Regions from separate parts of the Mus musculus genome. Here regions 1 and 2 are each linked to region 3. Evidence: chromatin contacts called from public promoter capture Hi-C data. All regions are on one chromosome and are shown on one strand. Each heading gives the region's core, a stretch centred on a gene start, on an enhancer-like site or on the middle of the called end of the contact. The rest is flanking DNA. Distances are from core to core; before and after follow the strand shown. Region 1 holds the start of Rnf186 (ring finger protein 186). Region 2 overlaps Aldh4a1 (aldehyde dehydrogenase 4 family, member A1). Region 3 overlaps Capzb (capping protein (actin filament) muscle Z-line, beta).

Region 1 (4,328 bases), core at 1,080-3,579, 310 kb after region 3:
TCCAGGGAATCTTAGGACTAACGGAGTCAGACTTAACTCAGTCTGAGAAAAGGGAAGCAGAGAGCCAAAGACCTTGCTCAACAGCATGTGACCACTGACCAGGGCCAGGCACCCAAGGATCCAGTGGCAGAGTCCTCTCATCTCTCCTGACAAAGGTCCTGTCACCATGAACTGTGCCCTCCTGTTAGTCTCCTACTGCAGGAAATGGGGTGAATGGGAAAGGACAGTGCACAAGGCCTGGGGAGTCCCTCCAGAGTTTTAAGTCTGATCACAGGGACTCTCCGAGACAAACTTCCAGCTCCCACACTGGGCTTCTTGCTCTCCCACTTCCTCTTTGCTTGAACCCACCAGGGCTCATTTCTGAGGGTGGATTCCCACCCCCCCCCCCCCGCGCTGCATGAAAAAAGAAGCCCAAATAGTCCTGAAGAGATGACCCAAGGACCTTTCTAGCGACTGCCGCTCTGAGGCTGAGGTGGGGTGACACCGCCGAGGACCGTTGCATTTACGAGATGTTTTATCTTTATGACAAAGGAGCAAATAGGGCCGTAGATGTGATAAGAAGAGAGGCGCCATCTGGAAAGCTTTCGTTCTGTCATGTGAGTCTGGGAGTCTGATGGAGAGCTGAGTCTCTCTCTCTCTCTCTCTCTCTCTGTCTCTCTCTCTGTCTCTGTGTGTGTGTGTGTGTGTGTGTGTGTGTCCATGTCCCCTGAGATTCTCTGAGTCAAGCCCTCATGGTACGCAACTGGTGATCTCAGCGTAGATCCTAAGGACAATTCCTGGACCCACCCTCTCCACACCTCCCCATCTCTGTCTGCTGATCCTCGGATACCCTCTCCCCACTTTACAATTCCAATTCCATGTGTACTCCACCCTGGGGTGGACCCTGTGGGAAACCGTAAGGAGACTTTTGGCATGGAAGGTTTGGGATCAGTGTAGCAAGCAACCCTGGGGAAAACCTGGCAGTATCCCCTTGGGCTCTGGCACCCCAGGAGGGAAAGTGGGCAATGGCTAGAGATGGTCACAAACTTCCCAGGACACAAAACATCAAAGCCCAAATTTAAAAAAAATGAAGCCAGCTACATGGATTACAAAAGAGACCTGGTTCTATTTGCTTTGTAGTAAGGCCAATGTCCCAATATGTGTACAAAGGGATATATACAAAACTTAGGAGCTCTGGAATAGGGGTAGGGACCCCACCACCCTTGAGTCACTCATTCAGGGGGTGTCTCCTCTCTTTCCCCCTTTCCTTCCTATGCTACACAGGAACAGGCAGGTGCGATCCCACTGTTCCAGCACAGAATCCTTGATCCAACATGGCCAGTCTGGCTTTGACACGCAAGTCCAGTTCGAATGTGATTTTGAAAGGCGGCCCCTAGCCCCTTACCCATGCAGACTGTGAGGTCTGGGGGAGGAGGGAACCTTGGCAGCACTGGGCCTGTAGGGATCCAGAGTTCTCAGGCAATAGAAGTGATCTGGGTTTGCTTTTGCTCTCTGCAGAACAGAGTCCTGGGGCAAAGCCAGTTGCTGTTCTGGCTCTGGGGGTGACAGCAGAATAGGGTGGACATCAGGAGAGCCAGAGCAATGACAAAGGCCAACACCCACCGGATGACACCCGGGTAGATGAAAGGCAGGATAAGGACAATGACAAGAGCCAACAAGAGCAAGTGTACAGCCAGGCGCCGGGCAGCTACACGGTTGACACTTACAGTGTCCTGTTCTTCTTCTCCTGTCCAGTTGGCTGGCCGAGTTGCTGAAGCGGCAGAACCCACTAGCCTCTGAGGACATAGGCGCACCTCTGGGCATGGCAGGGCCAGACGCCCCACCATCGCCTCCTGGTCTCGCAAGCTGCAGATGAGGCCTCCCGGGACAGCAGTGACCTTTCGGCACAGCGGACAGGGGATGGACCAGGTGTCTTCCTGCACATATAGCAGAAGCTTCAGGCATACGGCACAGAAGGTGTGCTGACAGCTAAGCAGCTTGGGGGACCGAGCACAGTTGTAGGGCTCTCGGCACACCAAGCATTCCAGGTCACCCTCCACAGAGATGCTGAGCCGCCCGGTGGGCCCCAAGGCAATGATGGTGCTGGTGGTGGTGGTACCCGCTGGGATAGGCTGTGGGGCCTCAGTGCAGGACATTCTGGGTACAGAGGTGGAGGGACAAGGCTGATCCGCGCACGGGCATCCGCATGCGACATCCACCGGAGCTGCCAGGACTTGCATGGGTTCCGGTCCTGTGGGGACGCTTCCAGTCTCCCTTCTGCTCTCTGCGGGTACCTGCTGACAACCGATGTCTGGCATCTTGCTCCCTTGGTTGCCCTGCTTGTTTCTCCGCTTATGTTGGTCCTTCAGTTATTATTATTTCTTTACTCGAAACCCAGGGTTAATCAGTAACTTGGAGACCTGGAGACTTTGAATTACCTGATAGAAGGGCCAAAGTGGGTGGAGTCTCATGAATCAGGACTTTCCTGTTGGGGCCATGCCTGGTGAGTGTCTACATGACAACCGACAGGGACGCTGTCTCTACTACTACGCTCTGGAGCGCACCAGTGACACCCCATCCCCACCTCCACCTCCACCCCTGGCCAATCAAAGCCCTGGTGTAGGGAAATGAGCAGAAACCCCACAACCCTTTAGAAATTACATTTATTCTCTGTGTGTGCCGGTGTAGGCATGTGACACATGTCTTCATGGTCCACATGTGGCGGTCAAGGGACTTGAAAGAGTCAGTTCTCTTGTGTAACGAGGGGGGTTCTGCGGGGTAGAACTTAGGGTGTCACAATTGCTGGCATACTTGCTGAGACATCTCATCAGCCTTTAAAAATGCAGAGTACCAGGCTCCGAGGCACAGAGGGGTAGATGTGTCAGGCCCGGATGGGGTGTAAACAACTGTAAAGCTCTCCAACATCTCTGTGGTCCTGATGAGGGTGACTGGGAAGCATCCCTCTGAGAAAGGCCTCCAGACCTTCTAGATTTCAGACTCAATGCAGAAGAGAGTGTTTGTGCCTTGAAAACATGGGCAAATGGGTGGCATTAGGAAAAAAGAGAAAGAGAGATTGGGCGAAGTGTTGGGGACAGGAAAGTCTGAACAGAAAACCGAAACTAACAAGCACACATTGGCCCATTCAGTTTCTTGTCATCCTCACAGCTGCATTAGCAGCTTCCGGTTCCCAGGTATTTATCTCTCCTGTCAGTGCACCGCGGGAACAGACCCCTGGCTCTAGGCACCCAGGCATAAGCATAAACTGCTGTTATTTGGGTCTTCTAAGAGCCAGCTCTCCCGGCCTGGGTCCTCACCTGTGGTCTCCTAGAATGCCAGCTCTGTAAGAAAGGTCTGGGCACAGGGGCAGGGTGTTGGCTTGTTGGCTGCCTGCCAAGGGGCCTACCACAGGGGCAGGATCTTGCCATGTCCAAGGTCTGGTTCCCAGTCTCGTGGAACTCAGCCATGTCAATCCATGAAGATTCTATTGGCCTCTGGGTGGCTGGCTTAAGCTGGTAGGACTCCATGTGGCATGGTAGAGGGGACGAAGTGTGGCAGTCATGAAATTCTGTCCCCCTCACCATGCCTGGAATGAGAGAGCTGGGATGGGGGCTAGAGAGATGGCTCAGCAGTTAAGAGGACTGACTGCTCTTCCAGAGGTTCTGAGTTCAATTCCCAGCAACCACATGGTAGCTCACAACCATCTGTAATGGGGTCTGTGATAATGGTGTTCCCTTATTTCCCTTATAATATATATATATATATAGAGAGAGAGAGAGAGAGAGCAAGCTGGGATAGATGTCCCTTCCCTCACAACAAACAACAACAACAACAAAAAACAAGAACAACAACTAGCACCACAGTGAATCCAGAGATGGCTTGTCAGTGGCTACTGGTGTCAAGCTTCTTGGGTTAAACCCTTCCCTCTACCCCGAGGGGCTGTGCCTGCCACAGGTTCAGTCTATGTGTGTGGAGCCTCCAGCAGGCAGAGGCTGCCTGTTCTTGCTTTGTTCCCCCCTCAGGGTCCCCTCACTCTGGATCCCAGCCCCAGTTTCCATTCTTTCTGCCTTAGGCTGGGTCAGCGGGGATTTCTTTCTACCCCAGTTTCTACCAGGTTCGTAGAAAGGCTCCTGGCCGTAGCCCTGGGTGTCTGTGTACAGAATGTTTTCAGATGACAGTGGCCTGTCTTCACTTTGAGTGATCACTGCTGCCCCCAAACCCTCTTATATTGGTCTGAGGGAGATGCGGTGGTGGGCAGGTTCCTAGAGAGGTAGGGGAATGGGGACAGGATGGGGGACACGTCATGGGATTCAGGGTGGAGACTGACTGATGGTGTGAGATTCCATCTGGCT
Region 2 (4,475 bases), core at 1,687-4,186, 360 kb before region 3:
CATTCCTGTTACCTAATTGGTGAATGATCACCATCTCCTTCCTTGTCTAGGAGCACGAAGAGGGGAAGATAGAAGGAATGTCACCAGCAGCTGGGGTCCCACCATTCCAGAGCTAAAGGCTCAGCTCTTCCACTTCCCAGATGTGGGATGTCCCCACAGGTCCCAGATTCTTTGTAAATGAGGACAGCTCAGAGGACATCTTAATGTTGGCAACACTAACAGAGCACAGACCCCAGGGCAGGCCTCATCAACTGTCCAGATACAAGTTCCCTATGGAATAAGTCAGTTGATCATTTTATCATGACAATGACTAGCTCAAGGCTGAAATGAAAAGAAACCTGGATTTGAGTCTAGACCAGCAGTTCTCAATGTGTGGGTCATGACCGCTTTGAGGGTCACATATCAGATAGGCTGCATATCAGATATTTTACAATTTATAACAGTAGCAAAATTACAGTTATAAAGTAGCAATGAAATTATGTCTGGGGAGCCACCACACCATGAGGAACCATATTAAAGGGTCACATCATTAGGAAGGTTGAGATTAGCTGATGTAGACAAAGCCAGGTACCATGTGTGAGATGCTGGGGTATGTTACCACATGCCTGGGGTTCGGGCTGGGTGATCTGAGGGGACAGTTCAGAAAACCAGGAGTGCTCTCTCTGGGCCGGGTTTTGTGATGCTACAGTTGGGCAGAGAAGCAACCCCTCTCCGAGTGCTGCTTTGTGGGAACATAGTGGCCTGGACTACACTCAGACAAGATGAAGCGATCGATCTCTCAGAGAAAAGCTCTAGGCTGGTCCTCCTCCAGCGGAGCCACGCCCATCAGGAGTGAGCGGCCAGGCTGAGGGAGCACGGCCACAGCCACGTGTTTCTCCTTTTCCACGAGAAGGAGTGCAAGGGCCATGAAGGTTGAGTCAGGGAGGTCTGGAGGGGGCACATGCCAGAAGGAGGCCAGAACAGAGAGGTGGGGGAAAGGCCAAGATGGCTGAGGGGGAGGAAGAGGGACATTTGCTGACCAGATCTTCAAGAAGAGAGAAACTAAGAATCTACCTGGAGGTGGTGAGGGAAGGTGTCCACGCTCCCTCCACGGCCACACCCAGAGGCCACGTCACATTCCTTGGCCTCACCCTTGTCTGGCCAATGACCCAGACCTACCTCCCTTAAGCTCCAGAACAGAATAGTGAAACCCATTAGGTTACTATGGAGACCGGGCAGCTCTTAGCTGGCAAAGCTAGAGAAATCTGCCATGTCCCCCCTTCCTCCTGAAGTCCTGGCAACAGGGAGAGAGGTGTTTGGAGTTTCTAGGGGCTGACAGTGGGAAGGTAAAAATCTCGCATGTGGACCCATGTCCAACAGGCCTCCAGGCCTCCCCCAACCACCCACTGCATTGGACAATGTCATTCCTGGAAGCAGATGAATCAAAGCCAACCGTCCCAGCCAGTCAAGATCCCTCTCCAACAGCAGGGCTCATCTACTCCTCTGGGAGGCCTGCCTGGAGCCTGCTTCCTCAGCCCAAGAACACTACAGGGTACCCTCAAAAGTCACCTCCAACTGTGCGTGAACAAGCCAGGCATTCCTTGCCCACTGGGTCCAGATAGATGTACCAAGGCTCAGGAGTTCCCAAAGACCCCACCCATCCCCAACCAGGATCATACTCAGGACAGATCCAGCTCTGGTGGGGAAAAAGTCAGCAGATACCCCGCCCACACAGGGTCTCTCTTCCCTGCCATTCTGCCATTCCCCCACCCCCCAAAGCAATGCCAGAAACAGAAGTCCCACAGGCCTCCCTCCACCCTCCCCAAGGCAGAGACCCACTGTGACCTCAGGCTCTTGGACCGTCTCCAGGTCCTGAGGAGGCAAGTTCAAAAATCACGTTGAGCCTGAGTTAAGTGGTTCCAAAACTAACAAGCTTTTCTCCCAGTGCGCTGTGTTTTTTTTCTTTTTGGCTAGTGATCTGTCCTGACTTAACAGGCACCCCTCCAGTGGCTTAGACGAAGATGGAGGCAGATCAGTTGGCAAGACTTAAGGCTTCCAGGACAGTGGTTTTCAACCTTCTGAAAGCTACAATTCTTTAATATAGTTCCTCAAGGTGTGGTGACCCCCGACCATAAAGTCATTGTCGTTGCTATTTTTTTTAAGGAATGTTTTTTGTTTTTTAAAGATTTATTTATTTATTATATGTAAGTAGACTGTAGCTGTCTTCAGACACTCCAGAAGAGGGAGTCAGATCTTGTTACGGATGGTTGTGAGCCACCATGTGGTTGCTGGGATTTGAACTCAGGACCTTCGGAAGAGCAGTCGGGTGCTCTTACCCACTAAGCCATCTCACCCGTTCCTACTTTTGTAACTATAATTTTGCTACTGTTGTGAATCTAATGTATTTTTGGAGATAGAGGTCTGTCAAAGGGGTAGCTACCGGAAGTATGAGAGCTCTAAGAGGATTCCTGAAGGCCTTTCTAGGCAGGACGGTTTTCCTCATTCATTCATTCATTCACTCATTCATTCATTCATTCATTCATTCATTCATTCATCCATCCATCTATGCAGTCAGCTAGGTTTGCCCAAAGCAACAACACAGGTTTACTCCGCCCACCAGGTGGTTTACTCTCCACAGGTTTCTGAGCTCAACCCGGATCTCAATCCTCCCGCTGTGGAGAGAGAGGAAGCACAGGGCAAGGTCTACACCCACCCAACTCATGCTTCCTGGCAACCTGGGCTAACCCGCTAAGGACGGGGCCAGGGCCTGAGCCAGAAAGCTCTTCTTCCTTGCAAGCTTCAGAGACCACGTCCCCTTCCCCCACCTAGTGGCAGGAGATGTCACGGTTTCCAGGAAGAACCTGAGCCAGCAAACTCAGCACTCTTGAGAGGAGGAGACCAGGTGAAAGAGGGCTTGGCTCCACCCTGTCCAAGGTTCAATAGTGCCATCCTCATTCATCAGAGTCCGACGTAACAGTCAAGTCTCCGCCGCTATCTCCAGGCTGCTTATGCCATAACCAAAGCTACGCCATCACCCTGCCTCTCCAGTGCCAGGGACCTGTTCTGAGGAGGACGCAGCTAAGCAACTTAGTCATCGTGAATGCGACAGAGAACGCCCACACAGAAACCTCCTGGACACAAGCCGATCCAAGGGGACCTCTTTCAACCAGGGGCTGCTGCAAAAGGGGTGGGCATGACACTGCCACACTACGATACATCTGTTACGATTGCACGGGTCCACCCAATGGGTGAGTGAGCCCGTGATTTTCTATATGGCAGAGTGGACTATGTTTTCTTTCTAATGTGTCACGGCGTAGACGGGAAGATCAAAAATCAACTAAGAGTCAGTCAGGTCTCTGCTTCTACTGCATGGATCCTGAGAACCAAGCTTGGGTCGTCAGGCTTGGCGGCGAGCGCCTTCGCCTGCTGAGCCAGCTTGCAGGCCCCAGCCCCAGACTTGAACATGAAAACCGGATTGAGGGAGACTCACCTTAAAACCACTTCTTCTACAATGAAGACTCAGATCCTCGGGAGCCCTTAGGCTCATTCCCCATCACACATTCCTTGCAGAAGCACAGCCGGCCCGTCCTTTCCTCAGACCTCCCATCACACTTGGATGTCCCTCACCGGTGGGTCCCCCACCCCACCCTCAGGTCTGAGGGGGCTTTCCATCATCTCAAAGCCAAGCAGGGGGATTTGGGCCAGAGCCTGAGCATCCGATCCGGAAGCAGCCTGTGTCCCTTCCAAGCAACCCCACACATAAGCGCCGGCAGAGAGCAAGCCTGGGAGTGTGAGGGTGTGAGAGCCGACAGCAGACCTTCAGGACTGAGCTTGTGGTCTGGACCTCCTGCTAGCTAAGTACCAGGTCAAGAAGTAAGTAGAGGTTATCTTGTTCCCTTCAGCTGCCTGTTTCCCAGTTGTAATCTGCAGCCTGATAAAGCAAATCCCCCTTATCACTCAATTAGGTGTAATTAAGGTAGCAGTGGAGGCTCCCGGGGAGAGGAAAGTACAGGCTCAGGGTGGGGCAGTCGACAGGAGCACTTCACCTTGATGCCCTGGAAGACACTGTAGCTCATCCCCTGAGCTCTGAGCACTGAGCAGAGTGAGGTGTGGACACTGTCCTTGTGTCCTTTCTAACGCCATGATAAAAGAGTCTGACAAGAAGCAACTTGGGGACAAAAAGGTTTCTGTTAGTTCACCACCCGGGTCTGTCACTGTAGGGAGACTTCAGAGGCAGGCGCTTGAGACAGCTGGTCACAGCCACAGTCAAGAGCAGAGAGAAGAGAACACATACGTGTTCAAGAGCTTATGCTCAGCTCGGAAGCTCCTGCCTAGGGAATGACGCCACCCACAGTGGGTTGGGTCTTTTCAGAATTAACTCAATTAAGACATTCCCCTACAGGCCAACTCAAAGTAGAAAGTCTCTCACTTGGATTCTCTTCCCAGGTGTTTCTAGGTTGTGTCAAGCTGACAGTTAAAGCTGACCATCGGGTACA
Region 3 (4,192 bases), core at 911-3,410:
GGAAGGGGAAACAACAGAGGGACGCAATCACTACACACAACCCGAATGCCAAGAGGTCTGCTTAAATCAGGAGACAGGAGCTACCTCTCGGGAGAACCAGAGATGTCATTTTGGACAAGGTTGGGCTATGAAGGGAGGAGTTGAGCCCCACCTAGAAAGGCTCACAGCAGACTCAATGACAGATCACCAGGGTGTATGTGTGTGTGCGTGTGTGATCATCTTTACTGGTGTCAGAGAAGCAGGCATACATCAGCCATCAGTCTTATCAGAAGCCCTGGTGGCCCTGGCTGTCAACAGAGGAGAACAGACCTGTGGAGTGGTCTTGCAGGCCTTGAGAAACGGGAGTTTCAGGGGAGAAGCTATAGTTCCTCTGTTTGGGAATGACAAGGTAACCACTAGGTGACTTGGGAGACAAGGGGGTACCTTTGCACTGGATGAAGCAGGAGGCCCAAGGCAAAACCCTCCGAGGGGCTAGCCACTTCAGTGAGGCCCGTCAGGATTATGCACCTATGTGAACATATTCTCTACCCTCCTTAAGATCCTTAAAATGGATCATGATTTGTCTTCCGAGTCTCTGAAAACCCCTTTCCAGCTGCATATCATCAGTCACATTCGGAGTCCACGCCACAGTCTGCACTGCGGAACCAAAAAGCGAAAACATTCTACACTCACAGTGACCTCCTGGAGAGAAGTAAAAAGGGTCCTGGCCCGAGGACCTTGTGGAGGGTTTGATGCCGAGGTGTGCAGAGCCCGTGGATGGAAAGTTGCTTTGGGAACCTGAGCTGTAACTGTGATCCACCCAAATGGCAGCCTTGGCCAGCCCGAGCTGCAGATGGAACGAGGAGATGGGCCTTGAGTGGCTTTGGAAGCTGGCCTACAATCCTGCCTCCTGGAACAGTGGCCAGGTCCGAATGCAAAGGTTTCACATGCACTGAGTCCCGGGCCACAACCTTAAAAACAGAACAAAACAGCAAGGCCAAGGCCAGGACATTCCTGCTGGAGCTGACCTTCCAGTGCCCTCCAAGAAACTAACTGTGGTTCTAGGGTTCACAGGGACCTCCCTTCAGCCATGGGCATCTGCCCGGGTAACTGCCTCCGGTCTGGGCTCAAGCCATGAGACTCTAGTCTCCACGGTGCTGACCCAGGCCCACAGACCCATATGGCAGAGGCTTAAGGAAGAGATGAAGTCTCAAAGATGCTAGGTGGGGGTCTTCTTCTGAAGCTTCTTCTGATTGGTTAAATAAAGTCAAGGCGTCCAGGGATGGCCGCACACCTATAAGCCCACCCTCAGAAGGCCGAGGCAGGACGGTCTAGAGCTGGGCAACGTGGGCAAGGGCCTGTAAAGGTATGGCTGGAGACAGCTCTACGGGCGAGAGAACTTTCTGTGTAAACAAGAGGATCTACTTTTGAGTCACTAGCACCCACATAGAAAGATGGCCTTGGTCAGTGACGTGGCTTAGCAGGTAAGGACATCCGCTGCCAAGCCTGACAACTTTAGTTCAATCCCCGGGCCCACATGGCGGAAGGATAGAGCTAACTCCCACAGACTGTCTTCTGATCTCCATATGTACACCCATGTAAAATAAATACACTAAAAAAGTACGCTAAAAAGAGAAAAAAGCTGAGGCCAGATGTAGAGGTATACACCTCTGTAACCCCAGCACTTGGGAGGCAAAGGCAGGCGAAGCTAGTCTGGTCTACAGAGTGATTTCCAGTCTAGCCAAGGCTGCAGAGTGAGGCCCTGTCACAAGATCAAATCAAAACAAAACAGAAAATCCAAAACAAACGACAATCAACAAAAAAGAAAAGCCAGGCATTGTGCTTACCTGTCAACTTAGTGTTGGGGAGCAGAGACGGGCAAACCCAGGGAACTCACTAGCCAGCTACTCTCAGTGAAAGGCCAGCTTCAGGCTCAGTGAGAGACTCTACCTTATAGGAATAAGGGGGAGAGCAGTAGGGGAAGACACCCCAGGGCTCCTTTGGCTTCTCATGAGGACACACATGCAAACACACACACACACACACACACCCCTAAAATAAGGCTAAAACCAAAGCTGGGAATATTGATTGGTTTCCTCACGTGGGAACCTGAGTGTCATAAGAGCTGGCTCATAACCTCTTCCATCTTTCTCAAAAGCTCCTGTTACACAGTTCTAGGCACAGGCACTCAATAGCTCCCAGGGCAAAGGTTTGTTTCAGACACTGGGCACAGCTGAACACCTTACAACCACCTAGAGCAGAAAGGTCAACCTCCTCACCCTGTCTTCCCACAGAACTCCAGATGGCTCCCATGGACTCCTACAGTTTCCCAGTCTTTCAATCCTGCAGTGTGTCCCTCCTGTCACTATGATCCACCTGTCTACAGCTCACCAGGGCCCCTCCTATGGTGGGAGAACAGTACTCAGCTTAGCAGTCCACGGCAAGGCTCACGCCGAGCCTGTAGCCGCCCCAAGGACACCTGTGGCCAGCAACTTGTCTTCTTACGCATGGATTCAGACTCTGCTGTCACTCACAGGCCCTGGGCCACCCTCCCACAGAGATCTCTGTGACTCAGAATATATGAGAGGAAGAGGCAAGGCGAGAGAGTATGAATGCCTTCTAGACAGATACAGTGAGGCCCAGGCGAGGGCGCTGCAGGGGAAAACGAGGTCATGGAGGGGCTAGACTCTGGCACCTCTGTCAAGATGAAGACAGATCAAGACAAACGAAGGTCTCGAGACCTCTGAGAGATCCGATGACTAAGGCGGTTGGCGCAAAGGTATATCAGGGTCTAGTAAACCTGTTAGAATGGTCTAACCGGTGGATGCCCTTCATCTGTGCCAAGCTGGCAGTGGCAGCCACTCTTGGATTCTGAAACTTTCCCCTTGCCCACTTCACCCTTCTGTCACAGACAGGGCCTTCTGAGACCTCACTAACTAGAAGCACAAGATTGTCAGATGGCCGATGGGACATTTTTACTATGATTATCATGTAGACTGGCAGGGACAAGGTCACATAGGCAAGGCTCTCCTGCTTGATGACAGTTTGTGCTAGGGAGAAAAAACCCACAGAACAGATACATCCTAGCATGAATCGAGGTTCTAGCTCCCAGACAGTGACTTCTTCATGTTCCTCCCCAGTCTCTAAGTGCCAAGTCCTCAGTTACCAAGAGTGGTTGGCTTCTTGGATCACCCTTCACATCCTTCTGATGCGAGAAGGATGCTTCTCACAGGCGAGAGCGACTTAACTTCAGCTCGGGAATGAGAAGAGCCCCAGTGGCCCAGACAGGTGCTGAAGCTGGCTGCCTCCTATCTGTGACTAACATTCCTTTGTAACCCCTGGCTACAAACTCCTGATTTGCCTATCTCTGGCCAAGAGGAGAACCCAGGAGCTGCCCACATGGGCCAGAGTGATGCTCAGAGAACTGCAGACGTCCATAACTGCAGGGCTGGGCAATAGATGCTGTTCTAACTAGTTATACCAGCTCAGTGTAAGGGTGTCTGTTGACAGTATGTCTAGAGACAGGAGAGGGTGACAGATCAAGAGTCCTGCCTCGATGCCTATTAGCAGCATCCAACTATTCCCTTTTGGCCCCTATATGCGCTGAACTGCTCAGGAGGCCTTCCTGCAGAAACATGAAGTGCTGTTTGATGGGAGCAAAGTCTCACCTCCATGGCCCTGGGAGCTAGTCTTGGCTACACACAAAGCAGAAAAGTTAACCTTGGCTTTGGATGGCTAAGTTCAGATAAGATACAGATCCCAGTCACCCTTGTTTGTGCGATAACAGCTGTTTTTACCAGTTATAGAACATGTCTCAGTCTGCCCACAGACAAGGGGCAGGGATTCTGTGGAAATTCCTTCCAGTACACACAGGTGCAACAATCCCCTGAGCAAGCATACCGATCGACTTAGGCATGTGTGACTTTAATGCCAGCCATGCTCACACGTGCACATCTGGGCCGCGGCTGTCCTTTATGGTCTCTCTTTACAGCCTTCTGTTTTTTTACTCGAAGGAAAATGATGAAGACCTCTCTGGGAACAGCCGTGACTGGAGGGGCTCGGGGATCTGATGGGGCATCTACACTCAACACTGCAGCCATTGCCTCTGCATGGACACTCCTTACAGAAATGCAGCTGGCTCTGTGGAGCCCAGTCTTTCAGCAAGGCATCACTTGGGGCCCTGGGACTACCAAACCACTTCGATTCACCAAAG

The links. Promoter capture Hi-C pulls out the DNA fragments that hold promoters and counts their contacts.
Region 1: a promoter capture Hi-C map of liver shows a contact between it and region 3, with 2.4 times the contacts expected there. The contact joins the promoter of Rnf186 here to the enhancer-like site in region 3. A contact is called at or near these places in 3 of 39 promoter capture datasets (the 3T3-L1 cell line, hippocampal neurons and liver), 1 of 484 Hi-C or Micro-C datasets (nephron progenitors), 5 of 115 datasets of contacts at active chromatin or transcription factors (acute myeloid leukemia, astrocytes, bone marrow-derived dendritic cells and 2 more) and 2 of 9 other capture datasets (liver and pancreatic islet).
Region 2: a contact with region 3 is called in a promoter capture Hi-C map of liver, with 2.7 times the contacts expected there. The contact joins two enhancer-like sites. A contact is called at or near these places in 1 of 39 promoter capture datasets (liver) and 1 of 9 other capture datasets (adipose tissue).

The regions. Positions count from the first base shown.
Region 1 is chr4:138,965,120-138,969,447 of GRCm38.p6, reverse strand. Rnf186 (ring finger protein 186) reads right to left here and starts at 2,329. Exons shown (of 1, transcript NM_025786.4): 1 at 1,083-2,329. The coding sequence starts at 2,135. The coding sequence ends at 1,455.
Region 2 is chr4:139,628,737-139,633,211 of GRCm38.p6, reverse strand. All of the region lies in intron 1 of Aldh4a1 (aldehyde dehydrogenase 4 family, member A1), which reads right to left. Among named protein-coding and RNA genes, the nearest start is that of Aldh4a1, 8.1 kb to the right of the region's middle. Within about 2 kb of position 2,936, at least 15 of the 459 cell types and tissues checked have an H3K27ac peak or open chromatin away from gene starts, as enhancers often do. A contact at or near this core is called in liver, where this site is marked.
Region 3 is chr4:139,271,434-139,275,625 of GRCm38.p6, reverse strand. All of the region lies in intron 4 of Capzb (capping protein (actin filament) muscle Z-line, beta), which reads right to left. Among named protein-coding and RNA genes, the nearest start is that of Slc66a1, 37 kb to the left of the region's middle. Within about 2 kb of position 2,160, at least 10 of the 459 cell types and tissues checked have an H3K27ac peak or open chromatin away from gene starts, as enhancers often do. A contact at or near this core is called in liver, where this site is marked.